Linked DNA regions of Mus musculus: all the other regions are linked to region 2. Evidence: chromatin contacts called from public ChIA-PET, HiChIP or PLAC-seq and promoter capture Hi-C data. All regions are on one chromosome and are shown on one strand. The core of a region is the stretch at or near the end of the contact, and the rest is flanking DNA. Distances in the headings are between cores, read along the strand shown.

Region 1 (2,700 bases), core at 35-2,534, 640 kb before region 2:
AAGGGACTGCCTTCCAGAGGCAGATGAAAGAAGAGAGTCTCTCAGCATGTCCACCAGGGGCTAACCATCCAGGACTGGCTCGTAGGCCACGGCCAAGAGTACTTGAAGGGCATAAACAGCGTGGATGGAGGGAAGTTATTTAGTGTGGTCCGAGGGGACAGAGAAGGAGTGATGGAAATGAAACTCAACATGGAGACGATTAAGGTGGCAGAGCAGGTCACACGCTGTAATGGAGGGTCTATTATTGACTGTGCAGCGCTTGTCCCCTGGGGAGCCAGAATCCCTTTCTCTTGTACTATTTGCAATTGGAAAATGCACTAAAAAGTAGCCAGGCGTTCTGGGGAGGGCAAAACCACCATGTGCCCTCAGAGAACCACTGAGATGGTTTAATAGGCCTTTCCTATCTCAAATTTCTGTGCCGGACCTAGTGTACACAGGGCCCCGAGTTCCCACCACCCGAGCTGCGTCTTTGTTATTTATTATAAAGAGCCAGTGAAGAAATCATCACAGGAAACAATACCTGTGCTACAAAGAGGGAGAGGCCTACAGAGTCCCGATGCTTTCATGCGACTGACTAGGATTCCTTTCACATTGTGCCATAAGCATAAAGAAACATGTCTACCAACTGAGACCTGGGACAGCATGCTCCTATTGACCCCACTCTAAGGCAAAGGACAAGAGGCGTTATCACATTTGGATGTTGGCTTTGAAAATAAAAACAATCAAATAGATGGCTTTCTAATCTAGGAGAAAGACTTACAGTCTATCTTTTCCAAATTTCTTAGCCATGAAAAACAGTGAAGAAGCTATTACCGTGTAGAAACTCGGGCACTAAGGTGTTGAAGGCATGTATCCAACAGACAATTCTGTTTACAGCTGCAGCTGAAAAGAGCAACTGACACATCCTAAAACCTGTGGTGGCACAGGCACACACGTGGGATGATGGCTGCAACTGAAAGATGGAACTTGGAACCGTAAAGACAAGCACTAGCATCATCGTGATTGCAAGAAGGCACACAGCTGTGACCATCGCGGCCCCTCTCACCCAGAGGATGATGGAAGCAGGGTGGCGAACAAAAAACAAGGAGCAAGAGGCTAACAGGAGGGAGGGGCAGTGAGAGACAAAGCAAGAGAAGTTAGAGCTGGGGAAGCCCGCAGATGTCAGCTCTTCACAGGTGTGGGCTATCTCACTTCCTGATAAAATCAGGGTACTGTGGTAGGTACTAAGCGAAACTTGGCGTTCTAGAAGACTGAAGCTTCTACAAACAAATTCGGGGGTTGACCTACAGAGGACAGATATAGGTCAACCCTCATCCTGCTGCTCGCAGCAGCTGTGGCCAATGAGAGACACAGCTGCCTGGCACATTGAGTTAAGCTGCTGCTGAAATCAACAGAAGCCATTTCCTGCCTTTTTGCTGGCTTCTCTAGTCTGGTTAGGACCAGTTTAAGTACAAGCTGAGCACCGCCTTGCTAGAGTTCCTGGAACACTGTTGCGTGACTTCAGCTGATCACCTGCTCCTCTCTCGCTCACCTGAAAGATCTGTTTCTGTCTTCAAAAGGAGGCTTAAGACACAACAGTCCCTCATTACGCAGCATGCTAGCACAGATTTGTAGAACCAGGGAGAGTTTATCTATTTTTACTTCAAAATAATGGTTGGTAAAAAGGGGGAGTCTACACAAAGACCTATTTCCATAGAGGACAGAGCAAAAATTGTTAGGTGGCTGATTCGAGATTACCCAGAAAGCCCATGGTTAAGACAGAAGGAGAACGGAGCGAGTAGGTCTGGGAATCAGGAAATTATGAAATCAGACCCAAAGACTGAACCTCACTGGCCCACTAGGTTAATTAGCAGTTGGAGATGACAGCTCAGCAGCACATGTTCCTACAGGCTAGCTGATTAGTAGTCTGGCAGGAGATTTGACCCAAGTTGGTACTAGGTTGATTAGATAAGGCTGAGAAGAAATACTTTCCGATCACTTTCAGGAAAGAACTCTACTTCTCTGAGTGATGTAGTAAGAAAGCATTTGGGCACCTGTGGCTGCTGGCCACTGTTTGGAATCCTGAGAAAGAGCACTTCTGGGCTTCTAACTACATAAGGCAGTAACTGCCAGGACAGAAGCAATGACTCAGGGATAAAGTGCTTAGCGCGAGGCGTGAGGATCTGGGTTCAGACCTCCGGCTTTCATGTGAACGTTCCACTGCAGCACCTGGCTGACACTCGGGGATAGGCGTGTGGGAGGCAAGCAGTCAGACCCTGGGGTCTTGCTGACCAGGCATTCTGGCCAAGTGGCAATTTCTAGGTTCAGTAAAGAACCCGGTCTTAAAAAAAAAAAAAAAAAAAAAAGCAACAGAGGAAACACTGCTTGCTGCCTCTATGTGTCCTCCATCCCACATTACCAATTCATTTCCTTAGTCAGCTGGATTGGCTGACTGGTGGCTCTAAATTTTATAAGAATTTGTCACATTAGCCGGGCGTGGTGGCGCACGCCTTTAATCCCAGCACTCGGGAGGCAGAGGCAGGTGGATTTCTGAGTTCGAGGTCAGCCTGGTCTACAAAGTGAGGTCCAGGACAGCCAGGGCTATACAGAGAAACCCTGTCTCGAAAAACAAAAAACAAAAAACAAACAAAAAAAAAGAATTTGTCACATTCATTTTTTTTCTTCCTGGGGATTCTCATTTTGTTTTTGTCAGTTCCTATC
Region 2 (2,917 bases), core at 348-2,847:
TGCAGCAAGTCTTGTTTTCTTTAAGCGAATAAAACCAAAGTATAATGACCAACGTATATATGAATCTCACCACTTGGCATGTTAATTTAAATTTTTAATTTTTAAAAAGACCTTAGTCCCACCAGATTTGGTAATTAAAAACATGTATCTTTCTTTTATTTCAAGCTAGTTGTTAAAATCTCAAAGTCCTTTTAAAATATCTGTACCGAAAAGCCAACTTTTGAATGTAATAGGTAAACAGGAGCATTAAGGTAACAATTTCAATTCACATTTGATTCATAAATAAATTGCAACAAAATTCCAACCACTACTTTCACCAAAGATTTGACTTTATATTATCATGAGTTTATAGTTAAGCTGAATAACACAATTTTCATTTCAGCAAAATCAACACACAAGCAATATACAGCACATACTTTTGAATACAATTAGCCAAACATTAACTCATTATATGTACTTTTAAACTGCTTGATATTAAAGTTATCCACAACTGTAGGCTGATTTTTTTTTTAAGAGCACAATGTAGGGAGAGGGAGTTTAAGTGGGAAATGACCACAAAGCATTTGTAAACTGCTGAGTCCTGAGTAAAAAGATAGAGGAAAACATAAATTTCAAGAAAATCTGAAACACTAAAGTTAGTTGTCCACTAATGCTGACTTTTCAGTGAGTCATACTTGCCTTCCTAAGTCAGTTTTACTGAACATATGGTGAAAAGAGTTAACTGTTTGGTAACTTCAAACCTTATATTCATTTAAACTGGACAAAAATATATACTACAGCTGGCAGAAATGCTATACAATGCTTAGAGCACACAATATCGTGTGCACAAGGCTCGTCTGACATTTATCTGATAAGGAACTGGAAAATTGTACCGTTTATAAATACCTTCTAAAAACTCAAGTTTCCACTTCCAAATCCAAACTTCCACCAGAATCAAACAACTTGTAGTGTGCACAGCATTTTTTTCTTGGCACCAGGCTGAGCTATCTGTGGTCTATCCTCAACTTCCTGCAAATTACCAAACTTCTGTCCCTTCCGCGTTGCCTACTCAGTCTGAAGCACTGAAGTTCTAACTTTGTAACTTTTTAACTCAGAATACATCTTTTGACAGTATGTACTAAAAGGAAATACCGTGAATACAAAGATCTAGATTGGAAAAAAAAAATTTTTTTTCCAGGAAGTAAGGGATCTTAGAATATTCTAAGTCCCACGCCACTAGTAAGAAGTGTGGACAGAGCTCAAAAGCATTAATCCCCGATCCTCACTCTTAAATTAGTTAATTTAGAAGAGTATCTATCTAAAGTCAAAGCACTTTGTTTAACTAGCCAACATCTAGGAAAGCCATCACACTTTGTTACCAAAGGAAAAAGAAAAAACAAAAAACATTTTTTTTTTAAATCCTGCGCGTAGCAAGCCCCCAACACACCTGGCTGGTTCACTCAGTCAACGAAGGGCAGGGAAAGTTCCAACCATAACCGACCAGCTCCAGACAAAGCTGACGGTCCAACGGCGGCGGGCACTCGGGACTGTTGCGGCCGGAAGGTGCCCGCACCTGAGTGCACACAGCTGGCGGGCGCCGGGCGCGCGGAGGCCCGGGGCGGGGCGGCGGGCAGGACCGCTCGGCGCTGGCCCGCCCCGGGCGCCTCGGGCCGGACACGCCGGGCCGCGGAGAGCGCGAGGGTGGCCGCTCGCCCGCCGCCCGAGACACCTGTTTGGCCGCGCCGGCGCGGACGGGGACGCGGACCCGGGCGGCGTTCCCGAACCCTCAGTCGCCCTGCCGCCGGCAGCCGAGCCCCTGGACCCGCAGCCCTCGGGCGCCTCCGCCCGCCGTCCCTGACATCAGCCCCGGCTCCCTCTCGCCCCTCCCGGAGGCGGGGAGGAGGACGACCCCCCACCCGCGACCTTCGCTGCCCTGGCCCGCCGCAGCACGGGCAGGGGCCGCTAGCCTGGGCCGCCCGCGGCCGCCCAGATCATCTCCCGGCGGCGGCGGCGGCGGCGGCGGCCGAGGCGGGCCCGGCGCGCGCTCCTGCCGCTCGCTCCCGCCGCTCGCTCCGCCCCTCCCGACCGCGCGGCCTGGACCACGGCCCGCCTACTGCGCAGCCGCCACCCAGGGGTCTCGGAGATGCTGACGTCCCGGCTGCAGCAGCTGCAGCAGCAGCAGCAGCCCCGGGGAAGGGCGGGGCCTGGGCAGAGTGGGCGGGGACACCGCGACCTGCGGATGCGGGGATTGGCCGCCGGGTGTTTGCCCCGCCCTCCTGCGGAGTGGGCTGGGAAGTCCCGGCTTCCCCGAGCTCAGGGTTTTTTTAGCCCCCTTCTGGTGAGGTTGAGTGTTCTAATTCTCTCAGGAAAGCAGAAAGCGAAATTAGCAGGGAGTACAAGTAAAGAACTGCCTTTTAAACTGTTGTCTGTGGAACAAACCTCAACGTCACGCTGACCTCTAACCCAATCTTAGCCCCCCCCCCCTTTTTTTTTGCCTCTTTTCCTTTCACAGCATTCCTCTATCCTTAATAACAAGAGATTTGGCATAATGAAGAGTGCTCTGTAACCAGATGTGTGCCTCAGAAGAACAGAGAACTCATATAGTGACAACGGACAGAAAGCCTCTTGGAGGAATGTGTGTAATGGCATTTTACTTCTGTTCTGCTATGGCAAATACTTAAGAGTTTTACAAACTCAGCGGGGAGTGGTGGTGCACGCCTAGCACTCGGGAGTTGGAGGCCAGCCTGGTCTAATAAGTGAGTTCCGGGACAGCCAGGGCTATACAGAGAAACCCTGTCTTGAAAAACCAAAAAAAAAAAAAAAAAAAAAAGAGAGAGAGAGAGAGTTTTACAAACTCGTCTGCTCTGCTTTGGCAAAGGTCCTGTGTACCAAGAAGCTATCTTTGTGGCAGCAACGGAAGTGGGTTGCCACCTGGTGA
Region 3 (2,902 bases), core at 249-2,748, 930 kb before region 2:
ATGGGAGGACATCCTATCATCTAACCATTCAGCATCCATCCCAGGCAGGAGGATCTCTGGTTCCAGTCCAACTTGGGCTACACAACTAGAACATGCCTCAAAAAAACAAATTAAATAAATGAATAAGACATCACTTAAGGTGTGCTCTTAAAGTCTCTGGGAGCTAGGGGGATTCTGTTCACACTGGCCAGACCCTGCTTTCATCCTGTGGGTTCTTCGATGGCAGGTACTGTCTTTGAAGGCTAAACTCAGCCTCTGTGACTGACAGGCTCTCAGACTTCTGGCCAAGGTGTCTGCCTTAGCCCTTAAATGGTTCTGTAAATCTACTTCTTTGTTCTTTCCAGAGCTTAGGTCCCAGTGAACTATGCTTCTAGGGGACACTTTCAACACATCAGACACTGGCTTTCTTATAAAAAAAAAAAAATGCATTTGCCTCAAAACCAATCTTTGATAAGTGAGTGGAATTCTTATATTTTCATGTAATTAATAAATTGCGACTGGTATGAAGACTGGTATGAGTCAAGGGAAATTTGGCCCTTCAGCGTACCTCTGATGTTAGAAGAAATTAGCATTTCTTTCTATGTTTGGACACTTTTCTTACTTTGCTTTCCTAGGGACCAAGCCCAGGGCTTTGTGCATGCTAGGTAAGTGTTCAGCCACTGAGTTATCCCTAACCATGCTTTAAACCCCACTCTCTCCTCAGGTTAAATCTTGGTTCAGACAACCCTAGGTTCAACCCTGGTTCTTCACTACTGAGCCATGCCAAGGCTATCAGATCCACCAGTCTTCCGTAGGGAACTCTGAGCTACGGTATCTTCACCCTTAAAACGGGGATAATTTTAACCACCATATTGGGCCATCAAAAAATTCAGTGTGAAGGACACAGTATTGGTTTGGCACCCAGGAAACAACCCTTTTATGTTAGCTGTGGATTTCTGGCTTGTTTGCATTATTACTAAGTAATTTTTCTTTCCACCTACTAGCTGTTCCTAGCAGTGATCATTCAACAAACTTCTCTATGACATCGAAGGAGGGGTGAGCCCAGTATCTCTATCAGTATAGACAGCATTGGGAACCATTATTTGATATCCCTCTCCTGTGATATGCAAGGTACTCCAGAAACTGAGGTTTGTGTTTTGTGACAAAGGATAAGAAGAGATGAAACACTGTCTAAAGTAAGTATAGGTGACTGATATGGCATATGGATATTAAAAAAAAGTGTGTAAATACATACCCAGCTGTTTTCTTAACACTGCCTTTTTAGCCTTTAAGCCCAAATTTGGACTCCAGATGCAAACCTACTTGTTTTGGCACTGACCTCACGAAATCTCCTGTCCATTCAAGTAACCAAACTCTATAAAGTAGCACGCACCCTTTACACAAACCGAGGAAGGAACTCTGAGGTGTTCTAGGCGTCAGCCACCTGTAGACAGGTCATTGTGACGCGAACGCTATGGACACGTGGAACACCTGCTAGGGAGCAGGGGCGGGGTCATCTCTGGCAGCAGGTCCAAACGCCAGATACCCTAGACATGGGGGTCACGGGAAAACCCCAGGGAGTAGAGAGAGGGACACTCGGTCCTCTCATCCTTGATCCGCCCCAAACCAGGTGAGACCACCGCCCTCCCCCACCAGGATCCCTGGGTCCTGCAGAGAGTGGCCGCTGTCCCCGCAGGAAGGGAGGCGGCGGGTTCTGGCGGAGGGGAGGGCGCCGGCTCGGGCCGCCGCGCTGCGCTGCGGCGCGCACCGGCTCCGCGTTGCTATTCCGGCTGGCGGCGGCCGCTGCAGGAAGGACCGCTTCCTGCGCTCCCCGCCCCTTCCCTCGCCAGTGCTGACGCTGACGTCGGCGCAGGGAGCTGGAGGGACGCTAGGATCTCCGCCGGGAGGCTCCTGGGGGCCGGAGCACCAAGGTACCTGCCCTCCAGGGCCGGGGCGGGGGCGGGCCGGGCGGGCTGCATGCTGCAGTGGGAGACGCCCGGGTGGCCGGGTGGTCGGGGGCGCCAAGCCAAGGCCGCCTCTACTGCCCTTTGCGGGCTACGGGTTCCAGGCGGGTCACCTCATCCACACACCCACCCCCCCATCGGGTGCGGGAGGAGCATCATCCTCTTCCCTCCCGCAGATCCTCCCTCGGGCCTGGATGTGTGGAGGATGCGCGCGCCCTAGGAGCGTGCGTCAGCCCCCAGGGAGCGGGAGGGAAACCAGAGAGCACCTGCGCCCATACCCAAGCCGGTGCTGGCCTACCCTTCCCTTCCTCCCAGGTCCCCTCTGGACTGGGATTTTCGTCTAGAGCTGACTTGTTGACAAGTTCACCTGCAGCGGTATCTGACGTTTACTTTTGCCGTTCCTCCTATGCTAGTCTTTGGCAGGGACTGCTAAGAGCCGATGGGTACCTTTTTTGTAATGACTGGTGCCAGGAGGCCTGTGGTTGGCCCCTGCGGGCTAGGAAGAGTCACTGAGCACGCCACGTTCTTGCAAACCCTGGCACGCGGGGTTTCTTTGGGTGCTGCGCTGCTGACTCCGCCTTTCCTGGCCCAGGCTTGATGCAGCTCCTGTTTCCTCTGAAAGTAATATCCTGTTATGCCAGTCTTTCTCCCAAGCGGCTCCCCCGTTAACCTTCACACTATCTTTTGACTTGTAGGGTTCCAAAGCCTCTGAACCACTCTTTGGAGCCTTTAACGTGCCATATCCGTGAATAACGTTTGGGGTCTTTTGGTGGGCATTAAGGTCTAGAAATGAGACTATATTCTCCATTTTTAGATAGCATTGAATCTAGCACAAGAAGGGTTTATCCATCAACCTGAGCAGCTGCTAACTAAACATTCCATGGACCTGGAAAAGACATCACCAGCTGGTTTGAAAATGGTTATGAATGGAGGAAGACACATGGAGTATTTGCTGACCA
Region 4 (2,709 bases), core at 12-2,511, 780 kb before region 2:
CTCTTTGCTGACCTCGACCCCTTATCAAACCCTGATGCTGTTGGGAAAACTGATAAAGAACACGAATTGCTCAATGCATGAGTCTGCAACCTTCAACAGGGAGCCCTCGGGCCACTCCGCGGCACCTCATCCAGGGCTTGCAGAAGTCTAATATGCTCAGTGTGCTGTTTTAATATTTACATGCCATTTTAATAAAATGAGAGGGTCAAGGCCCTGTTTCTATCGCTATAGTTATTCACTCCTGTTTGGTTTGTATGTAGTCCGTGTGCATTGAACAGTAGAGGAGTACACAGGGGCCGCTGGCAGGCCACTGCTTACTCTTGCTGACACCCAAAATCCAAGGCTAAATCACACACCTGCATGTGGACTTACACACGTCCTCAGGGGCACCAGGAGGCTCAAAGTGCTTTCTCACGTCCCCATCCCTCTCAGAAGAGGTGTCAGGAAGAGCCCTTCTGCCATGCCACTGTCCACTGAGCTCTGGATGAAGATCCAGACAACCGAAGACACTGTCCCCTGCCACACTTGACTGCGGCCACGTGCCACACTGGCAGAGGAGTGGGGCTGCTTTCTGCTGCATGGACCTTTCTATTGAAGGCAGCCATCCTTGCACATCCTAGTGTCTCCTTTTATCTTTTCCGTAGCTGAATTCAAAAGCATAAACTCCAGGAGCCTCATGGAACCTTTTTTTTTTTAAACAGAAAATTTTAAACATTAAGACAACATTTGCTATACAAACTCAAGTCGTGGATTCTGTGTGGAGACCCAGCTGTGCTAAGAAAAGCATCATTGAAGGTGCAATAGAGGGGCAGGGGGCCCCATGGGCAGTTCTGCAGCTATTGGTCAGAACTGTACATCCCCAAATAAGGCAGCCAGCTACAAGGGCTGCCTGGGACTTTTGTAGGACCAAGAAATAGTGGTAATTACAGATTCACATGTAGCCACATCAACAACTTAGATACCCTGTCAGACTCCCAGACCCCAGAGTTTCTCTATGTCACAGGTAACCTGCTAAGTTAGGGCCCTCTCACATGCCCTCATGTAGACCTAAGCAATGCACAGAAGGCCCTGTGTAAGTTAGTGGTCCAGAAAAAAAGGTTCTCTGTGCTTAGGCCTCTTGAGGGCTCCTGTTGCCTATCTCAGAGAAGGCTCCCTGGGCTTCCTTCAGAAACTCACCCTCAGAAAGGACCTGCCTGCAGTTCTAAAACCACTCTGAGGGCTGGAGACACGGGCCGTTACAGATGTCTTCTTGGTAAAGGAAATGTCTGGGAGCCAGCTGAGGGCCTGGCTTGGGTAGCTTTCCCTGGCTTTGCTGTCTTGTGCTATCAGAGGTCTTGTTGCCAGAATCGTCTCTGGCAGATTTCTCAGCTCCACGTTAATACACTTTGAGGTTGTCACGATACAGAATCAGAACCCAACCTCACACTCCTCTAAACACAGGCATGCTTGCCACCCCTTTAATGTACCGTCCCAGGGGCCTGTGTGCTATGTGAGACTCCATGACAGCCTTCTTCAGTCCTCAAGAGCTTCCTCACAGTCCACCTCCACCATGAGAATGTGGAGCCTCTACCTGCACCTTCAGTTCTCCAAGGATGAAGCTCTACTGTCTCCTGAGAGTTTGGCTCCTGCCCTACCGCTCTCCTCCAGCCATGCCAGGATGGTGCTTCCTAGCCTTGACAGATACGTGCTTTAGACACATGCCTCTACCATTAGACAGTGCCACTTGCGTGGATTAATGATCGCCAGGTCAAGTTGCCCAGCATGGAATGAGGAGTAAGGGTTCTAGTTTCATCCCAGGTCACATTTGTTTGTAGCCATGGAAACCCCAGAAGTCACAGTGAGGAGCTGAATCTGGAAGGCCTGTCTGGCTCCGTCTAGGCGATGGGAAGGCATGGAGGTTGAGGGAGGTAGAGTTTGGAATAGGATAAGCAGTAGGAGGCTGCCTTTTAAAACTGATCAGTGAGTGGGGGGTAGTGGATCACAGTGGTTGAATAAGCTTTGCAACCGGAAAAGGAAAGGGTTGCTCATGGAGGCATTTTCTCCCCAAATTGTCTTTATATTTCTCATGAAAAGGAAAGAAAAGAAGAAGACTCAGTCTCCTTTCCCATCTGCAATCCACTGGGGCAGCCTCTTGATCCCTGTTGAGAGGCACGTTTTGACCCTGCTCACACAAAGCCCCTTGACCACCTCTCCTAAGTAAGGGGAAGCAGCTGCCACCTGGCTCTCTTGTAAGAGCCCCGTACACCCGCCTGGCCAAGAGGCTTCCTCTGGGACCCACCTTGGGGTCTCCCCAACTGCCCACACAAGTGTGATCTCTGCCATGAAGGAGACAATATGTCTTTACCCTCTTTGCCAAACAAGTCTCGCTTCATCTCCAACTCCCTTCGGGCAGCCTGAGCCACCGTTACAATGGAGCTTGAGCTACAGGTAGACCCAGGCTCTCCTTGGCTTTCTGGCTATTTCTGATGGCTTCAGCATGACCCCCGGTTCCCCTCCCTTTTCCTCAGCTAACAGATAAAGAACGCACACACTGTAAGGAGGGACGAGGCATGATTCTGTTTGTGCCTGCCTTCTTTCCCCAACTGGCACTGGCTCTCGGTTCACTTTACAGATTCATTCCCCTCGAAATGTAATTTTAGAAATGTCAAGTTGATTTTGAGTTCTGGGTGAGTGAAAAAACCAATCCATCAGCCTCAGAATTAGAAAGTA

Evidence for each region. Promoter capture Hi-C pulls out the DNA fragments that hold promoters and counts their contacts. ChIA-PET counts read pairs in DNA pulled down with a chosen protein or histone mark. HiChIP or PLAC-seq counts read pairs in DNA pulled down with a chosen protein or histone mark.
Region 1: an RNA polymerase II ChIA-PET map of memory CD8 T cells shows a contact between it and region 2, with 14 read pairs. The contact joins the enhancer-like site here to the promoter of C1galt1 in region 2. A contact is called at or near these places in 1 of 39 promoter capture datasets (pre-B cells), 2 of 484 Hi-C or Micro-C datasets (CD4 T cells and the N1E-115 cell line) and 3 of 115 datasets of contacts at active chromatin or transcription factors (large pre-B cells, memory CD8 T cells and pancreatic cancer cells).
Region 3: a contact with region 2 is called in an H3K4me3 HiChIP or PLAC-seq map of embryonic forebrain, with 5 times the contacts expected there. The contact joins the promoter of Ica1 here to the promoter of C1galt1 in region 2. A contact is called at or near these places in 11 of 39 promoter capture datasets (the 3T3-L1 cell line, the HPC-7 cell line, cranial neural crest and 7 more), 1 of 484 Hi-C or Micro-C datasets (embryonic stem cells), 9 of 115 datasets of contacts at active chromatin or transcription factors (the 230-238 cell line, embryonic forebrain, embryonic hindbrain and 6 more) and 1 of 9 other capture datasets (embryonic stem cells).
Region 4: a promoter capture Hi-C map of pre-B cells shows a contact between it and region 2, with 3 times the contacts expected there. The contact joins the enhancer-like site here to the promoter of C1galt1 in region 2. A contact is called at or near these places in 1 of 39 promoter capture datasets (pre-B cells) and 3 of 115 datasets of contacts at active chromatin or transcription factors (double positive thymocytes, effector CD8 T cells and large pre-B cells).

What each region holds. Positions count from the first base shown.
Region 1 is chr6:8,484,270-8,486,969 of GRCm38.p6, reverse strand. No RefSeq gene overlaps it. Among named protein-coding and RNA genes, the nearest start is that of Gm26075, 16 kb to the left of the region's middle. Within about 2 kb of position 1,284, at least 60 of the 459 cell types and tissues checked have an H3K27ac peak or open chromatin away from gene starts, as enhancers often do. A contact at or near this core is called in memory CD8 T cells, where this site is marked.
Region 2 is chr6:7,843,904-7,846,820 of GRCm38.p6, reverse strand. C1galt1 (core 1 synthase, glycoprotein-N-acetylgalactosamine 3-beta-galactosyltransferase, 1) reads right to left here and starts at 1,597. Exons shown (of 4, transcript NM_052993.3): 1 at 1,427-1,597.
Region 3 is chr6:8,777,080-8,779,981 of GRCm38.p6, reverse strand. Ica1 (islet cell autoantigen 1) reads left to right here and starts at 1,498. Exons shown (of 14, transcript NM_010492.3): 1 at 1,498-1,910.
Region 4 is chr6:8,628,048-8,630,756 of GRCm38.p6, reverse strand. It overlaps Ica1 (islet cell autoantigen 1), which reads left to right. Exons shown (of 14, transcript NM_010492.3): 14 at 1-230. The coding sequence ends at 81. Among named protein-coding and RNA genes, the nearest start is that of Gm35621, 6.1 kb to the right of the region's middle. Within about 2 kb of position 1,261, at least 9 of the 459 cell types and tissues checked have an H3K27ac peak or open chromatin away from gene starts, as enhancers often do. A contact at or near this core is called in pre-B cells, where this site is marked.